Linked DNA regions of Mus musculus: region 2 is linked to region 1. A link is a contact called in public targeted proximity ligation data. All regions are on one chromosome and are shown on one strand. The core of a region is the stretch at or near the end of the contact, and the rest is flanking DNA. Distances in the headings are between cores, read along the strand shown.

Region 1 (3,659 bases), core at 972-3,471:
GCCACCAAATCTTCACAGCCAGGCCCTTGACTGTGGTGTATTCTCTCCTTTAGCTTGTCTTATGTAGAAGGATGCGTCAGCTGAAGGCTGACTTCAAGGGCAGAAGAAATAGCATAGTCGAGCAGAACAGCATGTGTGCTCGCCTCTTCTTCCATGGCTGTACTTGGCAATACTATCCAGGTGTCCACGTCCAAATATAATACCTTGTTTTTCTTTTTCCGCTGAAGAGGAAACAAAGTCCTAAGAGGCTAAATGTTGCATGGGACTTTGTTAGCCAATTCAACATCTGTTTGCATCTTTAAAAAAAAATGACTCATATCTATTCCTTATAAGTAGGGCAGGAGGGCAGCTGGAATTTCCCAGCTCACTCTGTGTCACTGCTTCCTGCTGCTCTTTGTCCTCCCAGGCATATTTTATTGGCAAAAAGAAAAAAAAAAAAAGAAAAAAAAAAAAGAAACAAACACTGTACTACCTCGGGGCAGCTGCCTGCGCTGACTCACGCCTCTTCTGTTTGTGTTGGGAAAGCTGCGGGCAAAGCAAGGACCTTCCTTTAATTACAGTGTGAATAACCAAATGCATTCTGAAACTTTGTTACTCAATAGCTCACCCAGAAGGAACACTGATGGTATCCAGCCAATCAAAGGCCATCTGCCGACTACAATCGGAGCTTGTCACTGATGGCAAGACCCAGTGGGTGGATCATCACCAAAAGAAGGAAAAACATAGTATGAGTTGTGTTTCTATCTTAAAACAAAACAAAAGAAAACAACCCCAAACTGATCAAACAAAACCCCCATTCCTCCTCACATGTCCTCAACCAAAGCTGAGCATCTATTGGCTTGATTTATTCCTGAAACTTGAAAACCTATGTACTCAATTTGGAAGGAGGAAGGCAAAGGGGGTGTGTGGGAGTGGGGACAGACAGAGACAGACAGACAGAAAAAGAGAGACAGAGAAGGGAGGGGAGAGAGAGTGGGGGAGCAGGATCTACAAAATGGTAACATTGAACACCGGAAGAAGAAGAAGAGAGGACCTTGTGAAGATCTAGTCAATTCTCCTGACTGGGGTTCTCATTTTAGGACTCAATTTAACACACTGCCCTGCTCAACCTTTATTGTTTCATTTCCTATGCAACTTGTCTTAGACAGTGGCTTTGTTCTGATGTCTTTAATACATTCCAGTGATTCTCTATGTCAAACAGAGAAGGGGTGGGGCAAAAAAAAAACAAAAAAACAAAAAAACCCCAAAACAAAAAACAAAAAAAAAACCCTCAATGGATACAATTAAACTACCTCTACATGTTCAGATTTTTAAGATCCTACTTAATTGAGCAAGCTCTGTTTTGCAAAACTTAATCTACAAGAGAAGAAATAAAAATTTAAGTCAGTAAGATTAACTTCTCAGTTCATTCGTTTACTTTTAAATGTTGTATTCTGACCCAAAGCATTTCCCCATCCCTCCTGGGTGCTTTAGAAGAAAGTAAATCAGGCGTCTAAACCCAGAAACAAACTCCCGTGGAAAACCAAACCAAATCACGATAAAAACAAGACCAAAGAGAATAACAATAACAAAACTTTCAAATAGCCAGCATGCTTCTAGTTAAGCCAGCAAGGCCTCCGGGTGGGCAGACACAGGTACCCATGGACATTGCGGGTGAAGAGGTCTTCTCTTCTCTTCCTGGTTGTGTCCTGCCCACAGTGTAACCCTAAGCAAACACCCAGCACAGGCCATGGAGAGAAGCTGAGTCAGGCCTTGGCGATGGGCCTAATATCACATTTGAAGTGGGTTTTCTTAAGCACTGGATGAGCAGATTTACCCCTGGGGGTCTTCCCTTGACCCCTAGCTGGTCTTCCTCTTGAGAGCGAGGCTAGACTGTGGCTCCAAAGTCTCCCAACTTAAGAGTCCAGCCCAAGGTGCTCCGTTGCTTGTCCTTGGGTTCTACTGATTTAAAAAACAAAGATCTTCTCAAACCTTGCTTAAAATGGAACCTTCTGGATTCTATCTCCAGACACTACCCCTGTAGCAGCCCTGTGGTGGGGCCCAGGCATCCACCCCGAAACCACAGGTTGATATTCTGGCATTTCCTGGTTTGGCTCTGATCCTTTGGGGTTGTTTACCAGCCCAGCGTGCGCGAGAGCTGCAGCCTTTCCTCAGCCCTCCCCCATGCCAGTGACTCACTCCTGGGGTGGTTACTAGTGCCACTCTGGGCATTGAGGAGACTGCCTGCTCCCTTGATGCCTGCTGGCTTTACTGTTTGTTCCCTCCTTGACTTGTCATAGGAGAGTATGTTATTGTTCCTCTTGCTCCTGCTATCAGACTACAAGGACCAGTGTGGTTTGCATCACAGAAGGGGCGTGCCCTTGGTATTTTCCTGTTCTATCTACTGTACTCAGGTTCTATTATCACGTGATGGGGCGGGGTGGTACTGTGGCCTCCAATAGAACCTTGTGACCTCAAATACCCGCAGATGGTCCCCTCACTTGTTTTCTGAGTCATGAAGGAACCATCCGTTGATACAATCCGACAGTACTCCCGTTTTCTTCCACTTCTTGCTCTATCGGAATTCTGGGCAGCTCTTTCAAAGACTAAAAGTTTGTAGCTGCCTCAGATTATATATTGGAATCCTAGTCCCACAGAGGTGGTGTTAACAGATAAAGTCTATGGAAGGAAGCTAGGATAGGAGTGTGGAGTCCACATTCATGGAATTAATGTCCTTATAATCAAGGCCCTGGAGAACTAGTGACCTCTTGCACCATGAGAGGACACAGAGGAGGAGCCATCTATGACAAAGCAGGCTTCTTTAGAAATCAGTCTGCTAAGTGAACATCCTATCTTCCAGAACTGTGAGAAACAAGAATTGTTCCCCCCCCCCCAAAGCTATCTAGTGTATGGTCTTTTATAAGACATATAACTTATCCTTCTGATGGTTCTACATATGAGGACCTCAACCACTGACATCCATCTACCCACATTCCTGGGTATCTGAGGTAGCTGGGGGTTGTTGCAGTTTGAATGTGAAATGCCTATTGCCAGCAGTTGGTAACACTGTTTTGTAAGAAGGTTATGGAGTCCTTAAGAGAGGGAGCTTCACCAAAGGAATTACATCACTAGGTGTGGGACTTGACCTTGTAAGGGAATAGTCTAGGCTCAGGAAGCCCCAAGACCACGTTCTCTGCACAGTGGAGATTTATTTGCCCCAGAGGGACAAAGGCAGAGAATAAGAGACAAAGACAGGAGATAAAGGTCAAGGAAACAGGAGAAGGGAACAAGGGAGAGGAGGCAGGGGTATGTCCTGGATTGGGTCAGAGGACTACCTCTGGCTAGAGAGGAGACAGACACACAAGCAAAGGGCAGTTTATAAATGTAAAGGGGGAAACGCTGTGTTAGAATGAGGTGTTTAATTTTAACTGTACAGGCTAAGGGGCTTTTGATTGCTGGACTTCAATACTTTGATAGAGCTTGGTGGTCAGCCTCAAGAGGAAGAAGTAGCCAAATAAGAGAATAGACCTTGGAAGCCAGCTTTTAGGGATGTAATCTAATGGCCTTTAGTAAGGCAGAGAGAATGGGGGAAAGGACAAGACCAGGCAGAGTCACGTGTACCATGCTCAGGCTGGCTACAGTCCCTTCAGACATGGTGGAGTTTGGGAGTTTTAAAGGCT
Region 2 (3,667 bases), core at 476-2,975, 670 kb before region 1:
TTAAAGGCAGAAGACACTATCACGAGCTGTCCCATGTTAACTAAATGAACAGCATGCCTGGTGCACATTTTGCTTTGCCCAGAAATGCAAACTCAAAGGGAAAGACAATAAGGGACACACCAGAGTAGGATATGGAGACCAGACCAGTGCTAATGGGTCAAGTTTTCTTAATCTTTAGGGATATATATAATTTGTTTGTATTTGGGTTTAGTGGCCATTTCCAACAGATAAGCCTGGTTGCAATGGGAATTCAGGCTTCCCTTAAGCTTTGATGAAACTCTTCTCCTGCCTCCTCTTCCTCTAAATTTTCTTTTTACTGGTAAGAGCCCTTAAGACTTCTGCAGCCCTTCAACATGTGCAACTGTGTAGCATCAGACTAGTCACCAGCACAAGGGAGTCAGTCCAACACACTGTGTGGTTCAGGAGCAGATGGAAGTTCCTAAAAGACAGGCACTCTACCTTTAACCCCAACTGCAGAAGAAAGGAGATGTGTCAAAAGTCTGTTCTCCTAACCTTCGGCGGAGAATTTAAGGGGAGTGTTTCTGCTCCACAGGGGGTCTGGTGACAAACACCAGCCCCCCAGCAGAGACCTTGGTTTTATTGCTAGAGGGCAGTAAGTAGTATTACGTGAAGCACCTCAGGGTACTCGCAGTGAGAACCCCATTCTTTGCCAGGACCTCCCAACTCTGCCAAGGAACTGTGGTGAGTGAGGTCCTGTGCTAAAAACTGGTCCCCAGCTTTAAAGATGCCCAGATTCTGAAACTGCGCCTTACCACACGGAGCAGGGTCACACCAACTCAGGGGAACAGTAGGAGACAAAGATCCACACTCCCCCCCAAACTTTACACAAGCGTGCTCTTGTAGACGCCAAGGCTCCACAATGCACATTCCATCAATCTTTCACTGCGGTCCGCGTCCCCCACGCAGCCTTTCCAGAAACTTTAGGGCTGTTCACACCGACTTTAAAAGACCCATTGTTAACCTCCCCGGGAACACAAAGTGGATGAAAAGGGGATCAAACCTCTATTCCTAAGGACCCCTTTTCATGGAAGAAGGTTGAGTCTCGGGGCGCTATGTATGGGAGAACTCCGGCGGGAAGGCGCCGGCAAAGGCGGACGCTGGAACCCACAGGATGTTGTGCTTCTCGGCAAAAAAACGCCAGCACAGGGACAGCCAGGCCTCCAGGACGCCAAGGTGCGCAAGTCGGGTCTGCGCCCTCCGGGCCCTTGGGACCGCCAAGGAGGCGGGGCTGGGCACCCGGGACTAGAGGAGCCTTACCTTCCCCTCCCCCTCCTGGCGTCGGTCTACTCAGGTGTCTACGCGATGGCCAGAGGAGCAGGAGCGGGAGCAGAGCTCCTGGAGTCCCCGCGTGCAGATCTCCTCTCCATGGCCAGGAACCCGCGTCCCGCTGCCGCTCTGAATTCAGCGGCAACCTACGCCGGAGGAGAAGCAGTCGGGGCCGGGGAGTAACGCTCCTCCCTCCGCCTTCGCGGCCACCTCCTCCAGCCAGCCCGGCTTGGCGCTCTTGGATCCTTCCCTCCCGGAGGAAGAGGAGGGGAATCGCCGTCCGGGCGGCGCGAGCCTGTGCGGCTCCGAGACAATAGCGGCAGGCAGGGCGCGTTCCCGAGCCGCGCAGGTCCCCGGTTCGGCGGGCGCCGCGGCTCGCTAGGGTCCCTCTAATCAGCCTCCGGCCACACAAGCGCCGGCTCGGCTGGGCCGAGAGTGCTGCGGATTGGGCAGGCGGCCCCGAGCTAGGGAGGCGGGTCAAAGGCGGGGTGGGCGGGGCCTGTTGTCAGAGGGACGAGACCTGCGGAGGCTCCGCCCACCACAAGCTGCAGACGAAGGCTCAGCGCCTCCAGCTGCCTTCAGCAGGAAGGACGCCCGCCAACACCGTCGGCGGCCAGGGTTTCCCAGCGGCTCCTTGACCTTCGGCTACAGATGACTACCTGGGAGTTCAGGAAAAGCAGCGGGCCTGAACCTGAGTCTGTGTACCTCATCATCCCAGCTGAGTCTGATACTGCTTTTTTTGTCACCTCTTGACAAAGTCGACCTGAGCCTGCACCCCTCATCACTCGAAACTGAACCTGCATCTTCTCGGGTCTAGCCAGGCTGCTGAACCCCTATTACCACCACCACCACCACCCCACACACACACACACACACCACCACCACCACCACCACCACCACCACCACCACCCACACACACACACACACCACCACCACCACCACCACCACCACCACCCCTGAGACACACACACACAGGGTTGAACTCTTTTCTCTTCCTTTATCATCCAATAGCTGAGTTCGACATCTTTTATCGCTCCGGAATGAAGCTGACTCGGCATAGCAGTATATTCCCCCAATAATATCCCGCAAGCCCCCCACCTCACTCAAAACTTTCTGAGCCTCGGGTCCTGGCGCCTCGACTGCCCCCACCTGGCCAACAAGGAAGCTGGATTCGTAGCCCTCTCAGCAGAGTCAGTGTGTTCTTGACTTCAGACCGTTGTCCAGTTCTGGTTAGGAGCTTGGAGCAGCCCCAGCATCTCACACTAAGGCCAGAATAAATATACCTAGGCCTGGTCACGCCTTCTGGCCACGCTACTCTAGAGTGGCTGAAGCTTGCAGGAGGCGGAGATGCAACACTGAAAACCAATCCTCAGCCCACCCTACTGCAGAATATACTGGCCGGGTGGCATGAGTAGCCCTGCCACCACCCGGTCCCCTGGAGGAAGTTGCTCTGGCAGAGGAAAAGCCTTTCCTGCAGCAAAGGGCGCGACCTGGCTTGGTCCGTCAGACCACGAGGTCAGGAGCTAATGACAGCTGCCAGATTGCCAAATCCGGACAGTCATCATCCTCTATTTAATTCGGAGTTGGACGTGTCGCCTCTGGGGAACTGTTTCATTGAATACTGTACAGGCAGGATTGTTCATTTTTCAGGCTCACTGTTGTTTGTCTGTCTGTTTGTTTATTTGTTTGTTTTCTCCCCCTTCCAGTAAAAATTCAACCGTGTAGCTATGATACACCAGCAGACAGAAAAAGGAATACCCTATTTCCAAGGTTTGGTTTAGGACTTGGTAGAACTGAACCAATGTTTCCAGACTGGGGCTAATAAGAATCCCCTGAGATCCTAAAAAACTTGGAAATGCCTCAACAAAGCTCTATGGACTGAGTCAGAGGAGTCTGCAAATGTAAATTTTGGCAATGCTTCTGGACCGAACCCACAGTTAACTAAAACCTTGGAAAGATGCAGAAGGAGAAGCTCCAGAGACATCTGAGCCGTCACAAAATCCTTACCCATCTGCCATCTCCAGCCCCAGTCCCTCTTTAGAAGAGAAAAGGGGAGGACTTAACATAATAGAGCAGATGATTCTCTATGACAAACTGCAAAGGAGGAAGGACTCTTAAGGTGGCCTCAATGGGACATGTTTAGAACTCAAGAAGGGAGGATGGGGGCTGGAGATATGGCTTGGGCTCCTCTTCCAGAGGATCCAGATTTGATTCCCAGAAACCTACAGGGCAGCTCATGACTGTCTCTAATTCCAGCTCCAGGGGATCCAATGCCCTCTTCCGACCTCAATGGTAGGTACACAGACATACATGCATGCAAAATACTTATACACATAAAATACTAAAAATAATTTTTAAAAGAGAAGAGAGGCAGGCCACC

The links.
Region 2: a contact with region 1 is called in a targeted proximity ligation map of pancreatic cancer cells. A contact is called at or near these places in 2 of 39 promoter capture datasets (both in liver) and 2 of 130 datasets of targeted methods (bone marrow-derived macrophages and pancreatic cancer cells).

The regions. Positions count from the first base shown.
Region 1 is chr19:21,103,272-21,106,930 of GRCm38.p6, reverse strand. It overlaps 4930554I06Rik (RIKEN cDNA 4930554I06 gene), which reads right to left and starts at 2,221. Exons shown (of 2, transcript NR_126458.1): 1 at 2,179-2,221; 2 at 1,393-1,938.
Region 2 is chr19:21,776,398-21,780,064 of GRCm38.p6, reverse strand. Cemip2 (cell migration inducing hyaluronidase 2) reads right to left here and starts at 1,725. Exons shown (of 24, transcript NM_001033759.2): 1 at 1,279-1,725.